Regions from separate parts of the Sus scrofa genome. Here region 2 is linked to region 1. A link is a contact called in public HiChIP or PLAC-seq data. All regions are on one chromosome and are shown on one strand. Each heading gives the region's core, a stretch centred on a gene start, on an enhancer-like site or on the middle of the called end of the contact. The rest is flanking DNA. Distances are from core to core; before and after follow the strand shown.

Evidence for each region. HiChIP or PLAC-seq counts read pairs in DNA pulled down with a chosen protein or histone mark.
Region 2: a contact with region 1 is called in an H3K27ac HiChIP or PLAC-seq map of skeletal muscle. The contact joins two enhancer-like sites. A contact is called at or near these places in 1 of 47 Hi-C or Micro-C datasets (skeletal muscle) and 2 of 2 datasets of contacts at active chromatin or transcription factors (alveolar macrophages and skeletal muscle).

Annotation. Positions count from the first base shown.
Region 1 is chr3:96,993,243-96,998,740 of Sscrofa11.1, forward strand. The region is part of intron 28 of THADA (thyroid adenoma-associated protein); the gene reads left to right. Among named protein-coding and RNA genes, the nearest start is that of THADA, 120 kb to the left of the region's middle. Within about 2 kb of position 2,754, at least 8 of the 83 cell types and tissues checked have an H3K27ac peak or open chromatin away from gene starts, as enhancers often do. A contact at or near this core is called in skeletal muscle, where this site is marked.
Region 2 is chr3:97,378,587-97,383,614 of Sscrofa11.1, forward strand. No RefSeq gene overlaps it. Among named protein-coding and RNA genes, the nearest start is that of ZFP36L2, 180 kb to the left of the region's middle. Within about 2 kb of position 2,520, at least 25 of the 83 cell types and tissues checked have an H3K27ac peak or open chromatin away from gene starts, as enhancers often do. A contact at or near this core is called in skeletal muscle, where this site is marked.

The sequences.
Region 1 (5,498 bases), core at 1,504-4,003:
GTCCCAGACCCCAGGGAAGAGACCGCCTCTCCAAATGATGTGCGGAGGGACCGTTTTGGAATCCATGGTACTGCTTGGCTGGCAGATTAGCAGAAGGAAAGTCCCCTCCAATATTTTCATTTTGCATTCGTCCAAGGCTCAAACCTATAATTAAATGTTCTGAACAAAGACCCTATTAATGCACACCATCCAGATTGATGACTAACAGCTCTTCCTTCCAGGTCCATAAGGAAATCTGTAACACTTAATGCAAAATAAAGACCCTAGTCAGGTTTTAGGGGGAGGGTGAAGTCAGGGAGTGAATGTAGTTAGGACTGAGTTTGCCTTTAAGAAGTCATTTTTTCAGTGCTGTGTAAAATGGACCGTTCAGTGTTTACCGTGTTTACTCAAGGATGTGTGATTTACGGAGTGATCTAAGATTTAGTGACAGTGATAGGGTTTTTTTAAACTTTAGGAACATAGTTGAGAAAAAGTCTCTTTTTAATTCTTTTTTTTTGTGGGCAGTGTAGACTTATATAAAAATGTTTAGGACAGACTTAAACACAGTCATGTTACTCACTGGCCAAAACTTCAAGTAGATTTCCAGGATTTGAGAAATCTGGTTGAAACTCATTAGCTTGCATTCAGGGCCTTCTGACGTCCAACCTGCTCCCTCCTCCAGGAGCATTTTGGTCCAGCTTCTTCCTTCGTCCCCAGGCAGGCCTTGCTCGTCTCTCTCTCCATGGTTTCCTGCCAGCCCCTTCTCCTCCACATACTTCCTCCTCCTTCAACCTCCCCCGCCTCTGGGAAAGGGGACCCTTAGCTGTCCTTCAAGCCCTGGAGCCACCAAGACTAATTTAAGACTGCTCTTTCTCTACATTTCCAAATCTGTCCACCTCCTGGTGCCTTCCATCCATGGAGCTAGGTTTCCCTGAGCATCCCTCTGCTTTGGCCTCCAGAGCAAGCTTGTGCCACTTTGTTAGCTCTTACCATGCCAGTCCTTCAATCATGCTTTAACTTCTGTCATATGTTTTAAGCTTGATGTTAAGTCCTTGAGGCTTAGAATTGAACCTTAATGTGCGCTGCCGGTGTCCTCCAGAGCACTTAGCATACTGCTCAGGACACGACTGTCCATTGCTTGATTGATTGGTGTATGTCTAGGCCCAGGATTGAGAATTAGCAGTCTATAAACACCGCAAGCTCTTTTTAGAACTGCTGGGTACCTTTGTACCAGGTTCATATTTTGGCTTGTCAGCTTGGTAGTAGAGATGTCAGGCCTAGATCTGTCCAGAAAAATCTGTTTTCCAAATCTCTCTCTCTCTTTTTTTTTTTTTTTTTTTTTTTTTTGGTCTTTTTAAGGTGGTACCTGCGGCACATGGAGGTTCCCAGGCTAGGGGTCGAATCGGAGCTGTAGCTGCCAGCCTACGCCACAGCCCCAGCAACTAGGGATCTGAGCCACGTCTGTGACCTGCACCACGGCTCATGGCAATGTTGGATCCTTAACCCACTGAGCAAGGCCAGGGACCAAACCTGTATCCTCATGGATGCTAGTCAGATTCGTTTCCACTGAACCATGACAGGCACTCGGTGTTTTCCACATCTTTACATGAACAGAATGGTGTTTCAGTCACACTCTGGAGCATTGTCAGCCAGGGACTGCCAACTCTTCCTTATGCTGACTAGCTGACTCAGGTGGACTGTTCCTCAGATCTCATTTCAGCTTTCTGGGGTACTTTTGTTCTTAATTAAAGGAAAGCTTATTTCTAAGACCATTCTTGAACCAAAGGCAAGTGAATATTCATTAAATGTTGACTTTCTTGACTTTAATTCACTTCAGTGGGTGACAGCTCAGGTGGGATTATGCCTTGACAGTGATCTGACAAGGCCCTTGTTCCTGGTAGTTATTGACTTTTCCAGTGTGAACCTTTTTGGTAGAGTAGGAGGCCAACATCCTGGTGTCTGAACCATATAAGGAACTGGCTTTCTTTTAATTTTGTGTTTTGAGTTTGAGGAAGATGGAGACTGTGCCAAGTTGGGACGTTTGAGCCTTCAGTGCTTAACTCATTTGATCTGAAAATTACTGGTAAAAGTACTACTTCTGCCAAGTGTAAAACCAAGTCTTAGAATATCGAATGCCCTGATATGACTGATGCAGCCCGCTTTAAGGCTTCTGAAAACTTAAGCCAGACTCTAGGAAGAGATTTTAATAGGCCGATGTGAACCCAATGCCCACAGTTGTCAAGGCTTCACACTTGTATAGTGCTTTTTGACACTCCTAAAATGAATGTTTATTCATTCGACAAATATTTTTTGAGCACCAGCTTGGAGCCAGACATTGTTCCAGGTCCGTGGAATACAGGGATGAACCATCACCAAGTGTTTCACTTCTCTGTTATTTTGAATTTTAACTTCTAACCTGCTTCCTCTTACTAGAATGTCAGCTCCTTGGGAGTGGATCTTTATCTCATTCACTGCTCCATCTCCAGCACCTGGAGCAGTGCCTGACATATAGCAGAAGCCCAGTAAATATTTATCAACATATTAGTGAAGTTCTACAGTGAAGGAAGTAAGAGTTGCTGCTGTAATGGTACATGGTGGATACATGGAATATGGGCTTAGAGGAATCAAGGAAGACACCTTAGAGCAAAAAAGATAATGGCTGAGCAAAAGGATATGCAGTATTTACCTGAGAAAGAGGAGGTGATATAGGAGGGGGCTGTTCCTGTTCAGAAGTCAGGAGTGATATGAGCCATCACAACACATGATTGCTATGCAGAGTGCAAGGGCCACGTGGCCTGAGATGAGGTCAGCCAACCTGAGGACACAGGAGCAAGGAAGTTATTTCAAGCACAGGTATAAAGGGATTAGATTTGTTTTAGTTTGATCAGTTTGACCACTGTGTAGAGAACACAATAAAGCTGGATTGGAAGTAAAAGTTTGAAGACCAGGGATGAGTTTGTTTGAATGGCTTTGTTTGTTAGGATAATATAGGCTAATGGTACCCAAACATTTGGACTTCATGAACCAGAAAAAAAAAATTAAATTTTGTGGATCACCATAATGGAGTTACTAACCTTTTCGTTTTGTTAAGTAAGGATGTTAAATGCACCACCTGTCAGAATCATTTCGTAAAACAAAGGACATTTTAATATACATGCCCACAAATACATACAGACCGCAGTCACAGGAGAATGTCAAATAAATGTTAGATGGTGAAATGGAATACATTTAGCTTGGCTTTCTCATTTTCCTCGTGAACGGTATACTGTGGTGTTCTGCTATTTATAAAGGTGATCCAGCCTAGGGAAGAAATGTTGGTGGTCTGAATTAGAATAGTGACAATGAAAGTTGAAAGAAATGAATAGAATTGAGAAATAGGAGGTCGAATCAGCAGAAATTGATGATTTCAAAGTACTTTCACATTTGATCCTAGTGGTAACCTGGTAAGGGAGTTAGGTTAGGTATAATTATCCCCGTTTAATAGATAGGAGACTGAGACTCAGAAGTTAAGTGACTTAACCTGAGTCGCATATCTGAGTAATAGCAGGATTGAAACCACCATTAAAATGGTGTGAAACTCTAGGTATGTGGCTCCCCTAACTTACCCTTTCTGATTTTTTTTTTTTTTTTTTGTCAAATTTCAGGGAAGAATGGAAAAGGAATCATGGGCTCCCTATGAGTCATGTGTTTTAGGGCAAAACATATGATATTGTCCATTCTTAGAATAAAACAATATTTTAGTGATGACTCTGATTCATCCTAATTTTGCAACATCATCTATTACCAATCCATGAACTTGAGTAACCCTATTTAAATCAGGCCAGAGGAGACGAAGAGGCTTCTTTGGCTGTATTTTCATTTTTATCCTGTCCCTTTGTCCTTTCTATAAATAAGCCTTGGCCACCCTATTTATGGATCTCTGTGGAGAGAGTGAGGCTTTGTGTGTATGTAAGGATATTTATCTCCTACCACCTGATTTGTTGGTTTGTCCCCCTTTTTCTTTCTTAGTGTACTTACAGGTTGAAGTTACTTGGTACTACATAAATTTTAGAAAGCATGGAGTAGGTTTTATGATGGACTGCCCCTTGTTGAATGGCAAATAAAGAAGTAGAAGTAAATACAAAGAACAAAATTGGACTTAAAGGAGGAAAAAATGAAGCAATCACAATTTGAATTAGACAAAAGGAAAAAATGTATTAGAAAATATTTGTGGGCAGTTCCTTCTAAATGGCTTTATAAACAACATTTTTGGTGTGTAGTCATAAAATCCTCTGACCTATGAAACACCAATTTAATGGAATTAATTAAAACTAAGACGGAATGCCAAAATTTACATGTGAAAATGATCAGTGACTGTTCCTTCAATTAGTTATTTTTATTCAGCCTTTGTATCAGTCATTCTCTGGGCTGCTTGTTTTCTGACAAATTTGGAAAACTACTAGAGTGACTGTAAATTATTTCCGTACAGACTCAACAGCTAGCCAGTGTTACTGTAATCACAAATAATTGTGAGAAATATGGTTTTTCTTTTCCAAGGATGAAATATACCTTTGTTGAAGCATCTGCATCTATTTGTGTGTATGTTCAGTGTCTATCTTTACCACTAGAATGAGCGCATTAAAAAACAAATACTGTTTTCGTAGATTGGGTGAGTAGGAGAATGGGAGAGCAGCATTATATATCACCATTTTTATTGTCTCACACACATCCTCTGGGTGGTGTGTGTGTGTGTGTATGTGTGTGTGTATGTATGCAGGTACACTCATTATTTGTGTTTGGACACCCTAACCATGTTTTTTTCTACCAATATGGATCCATCCACCCCATTTTATAGCTTTCTTCCTGGCCTCTGACTCTTATATTTGCTACAAAATATAAGTGTTAACATATTCAGAATACTAGGTAAAATTTTTTTGTGCCAGACCCAAATTTTAGCCATATTTTCAGTGCCTGCACTTCATGTACTTTTATTTTTTTTTTTCACTTCATGTATTTTTAGAAGCTATTTGTATAGCAAGTGTGAAAGTGACTTATGTTCTCTGATACTCTTGGATCTTAGAATCTCAAGGTGTGTTGACGTTAATGGTAATTTGTACCAGTCCCCCCCCCCCGTTCCTTTCATCTCCTCTTTTAAAGTGGGGCAGGGAACAAGGAGGGCCAGGTGGCAGGAGCCAAGGCCAAAGAACAATGCGTGAGTAATTGGATGAGAAGGTACAGTGTTGATTTGTCCATGTATTATCTCATTTCTCACAGTAACTCCACAGAGTAGGCACTGTTATTCGCATTTTATAGAAAACAAGGTGGGAAGGTACTCAGCAAGGCTGAACAAATCACCCAAGCTTACACAGCCAAGAAATAATTCTCCTCTCATCTGGCTGCTTCTAAACCTTTGCTCTTTCTCTACATTGTGTTTCCTCATGTCCATCCTACCACAGAATAAATAATCTATGGAACATGGTTTCAAATTTTAATCCGTGATGTAGTAGAAGCTTGTCTTTCTTTCTTTCTTTCTTTTTTTT
Region 2 (5,028 bases), core at 1,270-3,769, 390 kb after region 1:
AGTTCCAAGGCTAGGAATCGAATCAGAGCTACAGCTGCAGGCCTACACCATAGCCACAGCCACACTGGCTCCTAGCCGCGTCTGCAACCTACATCAAAGCTCACGGCAACGCCAGATCCTCAACCCACAGAGCAAGGCCAGGGATCAAACCTGCAACCCCATGGTCACTAGTCAGCTTCATTTCCGCTGTGCCACAATGGGAACTTGGCATATGTCATCTTATTTAATCATCAAAACAAAGGTCTGTCCAGCGCGGGTCCCCGTTTTGCTGATGAGGATGTGGGAGCTCAAAGAGGTCACATAGCTCAGAAGAGGCCAAGCTGGATCTCGGATCCAGATGTTTCTCAAAGAGGTCACACAGCTCAGAAGAGGCCGAGCTGGAACTCAGACCCATCTTTCTCTTAGCATCTCTGCCATAAAGGGATAATATGAAACCTAGGCTCCACTTTGAGAGTTAGGACAGCATGTGACCAAATGGTGACATCAATGCCATGTGCCTCCGAAACACTTGTCTCTGGCGGGTTCAGTTCCCCCATAAGCACCCCCGCATGTTGGTTCACCAAGCACTCACGGACACTGAGGTGGTCAGGACACAGCCCCCATCAAGATGGGATGGGTCATGGGAAGGACAGAGGGCTAAAACCAGGAGAAGGGTTTTCTGGTCCCAGCACCACTATCCGGAAAGGAGATGGACTGGGGGATCTGTAAGGGCCCATCGGCTCAAAAAAAGCAGGCTCAGCAAAGCCCAGTGCCATTTCACCAGACACTGTCCCCCTCCACTCTAGGCCCCTCCAAGGCCAAGGCTTTCTCTTGACTGCAGCATAAAATCAGTTTCTGGCTTGGACACGAGGAGCCTCTCTGTGGGGCGCTAGGAGAATCAAGGAGGAGATTCAACCTCCCCAGACTTCAGGGAAGGCTTCCTGGAAGAGGTGGCACCTGAGCCAGAGCTATCCAGGAGAGGCAAGTGGAAAGATGTCGAGCAGTGGGAAGAGCACGAGCCGAAGCGTGGCTGCCTCCCCTCACATGGCGTGTGCGGGTGGCTCAGTGTTTTAGTGTGTTTGAGGGTGGAAAATGCAGCACCACCAGCCCCAGGAAGCCCTCCTGGCACCTCGGGCAGCCCCATTTGGCTTCCACACTTGGGAACTCTCACTGCTTGGGAGGGGCTGTGGGCAGTGCTTCTCACAGGCTGGGGGACCGAGCCCTTCCAGCTCTTATCCTGTGCCTGACAAAGGACCAGGCACTGGGTCAGACAAAAAGGAAGGGAGGGAAAGGAAGAAAGAAAAGGAAGAAGGAAGGTCTGGCTCAAAGAGGCTCTTTACTCGGGAGGCCACCAAGGACACCAGTCTGTACTATTGGGTCCCATGGGACTACCCAGGCTGGGTCAGCCTCATCCCTCTCTCCCTGGCGAGGGACTTTCAATGTCACGCTGTGACCGGGTGGCCTGAGCTCTGGGAGGTCAGGCTGGTAAGGACCACTGCCAGGAAGGGTACCCGCATCCCTGCCCCTCCATTTGGACGTCTTGGATACCCACCCAACATCCTTGAATCGGGATCAGGATCCTTGGCCCCCGCATGACAGCTGGGCAGTCGAGAGCCCTGCCTTGGAGAAAAGTATAATTCAGATCCTAAACTAAGTTGGGGCTGGGATGAATTCTTCACTTGTTGAGAATGAAACTGAGGGGCAAAAGCCCCAGCCTGGGATGTCAGACTCCTGGGCTGGAGGAAGAGGACAAAAAGAGACAATACGAGCCCCAGAGATTCAGCAAAGAGGAGAGTGGGGAGGGGCCGGGCCCATTTCCCCCAAGGTCCCAGAGACCTAGGATGTTAGTATCAGAACGGGAAGAGGCCTGGGGAGACAGACCCTCTGATGCTCTGGGTAAGGACCCGAGAGGATGCTTGCTATAGAAGGGAGGGGCCATAAGCCAAGGAATAGAGGTAGCCTCTAGATGTGAAAAAAGATAAGGAAATGGATTTTCCCCTGGAGATGCTTTGACGTTAGCCCAGCGAGGCTGATTTTGGACTTCCGACTTCCAGAATTGTAAGAGAATATATTTGTGTTGTTGAAGTCACTCAGCTTGTGGTGATTTGTTACAGCAGTAACAGGAAATTCATCCACTTGCCTAGAGATTGAGAACGAGCAAGTGGTCCAAGCTTCCCTGGCCCTGCAGACCCAGCTCTATGGAATCCCCATCCCGCACTGGTTGGGGCTGGGCTAGCAGTGCAGCGAGGCCCTGAAGGGGCTCAGACCACACAGTGAGTTCTGGGCCTTTGGAAGGTGTGTGCGTGTGTGTGTGTGTGTGTGTGTGTGTGTGTGTGTTAGAGCAAAGGGAAGAGCACAGCTTCTTCATGCATTGGAAATTTCTGGGCGGACGATCCACCAAAGGCATGTCAACGTTTTCCTCTCCAGGAAAAAATAACTCAATCCCTATCAAAAAAAGTCACAGTCTCACATGCGCTTACATGAACGGACGTGTGGGTCCTTGGGAGAAGCGAAACAGCCCCTCCCCTGCTCCAGGCGTCTTTAATTTTCACGGGGCAGGGAGCACAGATGAGGGAGGCTGGGGGAGCCATCAGCCAGAGGGCTGTGGACACATTGTGACATCTGGATTTCCCCAAAGCTCACGGGTCCTGTGGAGGGAGCGCTCCCCCCTCCCCTCCACCGCCCCGCAGCGCTTCCCACTTCCACAAAATCTCTGGGAAGATTTGACACATTTTTTTTTTAGCAGCAGAGAGCAATTGGAATTTCCAGCTTAATTCCAGATGTGGTGCTGACTCTGCTGGGGAGTTTGGCTTGATACAGCATCCGGGAGGCCCGTTGTTCCATTGGATCCCCGCCCCCCATCCCCAAACCCTGGCACTGGCCTGCACGCTTGTGTGTGTCCCCTCTCCTCTGCTCTGGGTCTTGCGGCTGGGCTTTCCTGCGGGGAGCTGCAGAGCGCCCATGCGTGTGGTTTTCACACGTGTGGAGAGGGCTGGGTGGCGGATGGGCAGCCTGGAGCCCAGGTGCCTCTGGGGCAGGGAGTAGGGGCTGTGACAGAACAGGAACCGAGTCACGCGGGGTGTTCTGGGAGCATGGACAGGGCCGGAGGCTGGATCTGGAGCAGGCTGGGAGGGGGTGAGGGGGGAACCGAAGGGTCAGTGTGGGCTGAGGTCATAGCTGGTGCCTGGCCAGGGGCTGCCGGGAAGGCAGGCAGAAAGGAAAGGCCCTTTAGGCAGCCAGCGCACCCTGGTTCCTGGGGCTCAATCCGCCAGACGAGACGTCAGGACCAGATGGCTCCTCGGCAGGAGTGAGGGTCCCACTGGTGCCTCAGTGAAACCGCAGGAGGATCAAGAATATCCAAAGGGGGAGTTCCCGTTGTGGCACAGAGGGTTAAGAGCCCAAATAGTATCCATGAGGACACAGGTTCCATCCCTGCGCCTTGCTCAGCAGGTTAAGGATCCTGCATGGCCACAAGCTGCGGTGTATGCCACAGAGGCAGCTCGGATCCCACGTTTCTATGGTTATGGTGTAGGCCAGCAGCTATAGCTCTGATTCAACCAGTAACCTGGGCACGTCCATATGCCCCAGGGGCTGTCCTAAAAAAGAAGAGAAAAAAAAAGGAATGTCAAAAGGAACTGATATATGTATATGTGTAATTAATTTACTTTGTCGTACACCTGAAATTAACACAATTTTGTAAGTCAGCCATATTCCAATAAAAAATTTAAAAAGACTGTTACCCACTTTGGCCAGCTTGTCTGTGATTTCTCTAGGTAGTAGACAAAACAGTGGCCCCAAAAGAGGCCCACATATCTACTCCCCAGAACCTGTGAACAAATGTTAACCTCACAGCCAAAAGGACTTGGCAGATGTGATCATGTCAAGGAGCTTGAGATGAGGAGACTGTCCTGGATTATCTGGGAGGGTCCAGGGTAATCACCAGGGTCCTTCCCAGAGGGAGGCAAGAGGCCAAAGCAATAGAAAGGCGATGTGACAGCACGAAGGAGGAAGGGGCCCCAAGCCAAGGGATGCAGGCAGCTTCTAGAATCTGGAAAAGGCAAGGAGACCCATTTCCCCTAGAGCCTCCAAAAGGCACACAGCACTGCCAATCCCTTGACTTTAGCTTGGTGAGGCTGATTTTGGACTTGTGGTCCCCAGGACTGTAAAATAAATGCGGATTATTTTAAACCACTAAGTTCGTGGTGAGCTGTCACAGGAGCGACAGGAAACCAATACAGCCTCCCATCCTGAGGTGGGCGCCATCCTCGACCGCACTCCCTTCGACAAGTGCCTTTTCCACACGACACAGGGTGAGGGGAGTACCCCATTTGTTCTCCCCAATGGCCCTGGCTGAACAGCAGCACAGACCACCACAGGAGAGGCTGCTTCCCATCAGCCAGGGCCTCCAGCTGGTAGCAGAGCTGGGCCCCGTCCAGGGCCCCCCAGACTTCTGGGCCAAGACCTTGCCCCCATGGCCGCTGCCTCCCTTCAGCTGTGGATGAACCAGCCACCAGCCTGCTGTTTCTCCACTGCAGCCCTCTACCTTCCCCGCATTCTCTGGGGCTCTGCTCCTCATTCCCAACAAGAAGAAGAGCATTTTCTGTTTCTGCTTTTCAGGACCGCACCTGCACCATACGGAGGTTCCCAGGCTAGGGGCTGAATGGGAGCTGCAGCTGCTGGCCTATAGCACGGTCACAGCAAAGCCAGATCCGAGCTTCCTCTGTGATCTATGCTGCAGCTTGTAGCAACACCGGATCCTTAACCCAATGAGCAAGGGCAGGGATCGAACTCACATCTTCATGGATACTAGTTGGGTTCTTAACTCTCTGAGCCGCAATGGAAATGCTGGAAAAGAAACATTTTCGAGCTGCAAATGAGGGAACCAGAACACACACACACACAGTTCTGGAAGTACTTGCTTCCTGGGAACTGGATGTCAACTACACCTGCTGTAAATGAGGTTTTAACAAACAAATTCAGGGGCTGTGTTGATTGAGGGCAGGAGTCAGGCGGCTGGGTCAGGGTGTGAATGTCAGATGGCACAGAAGG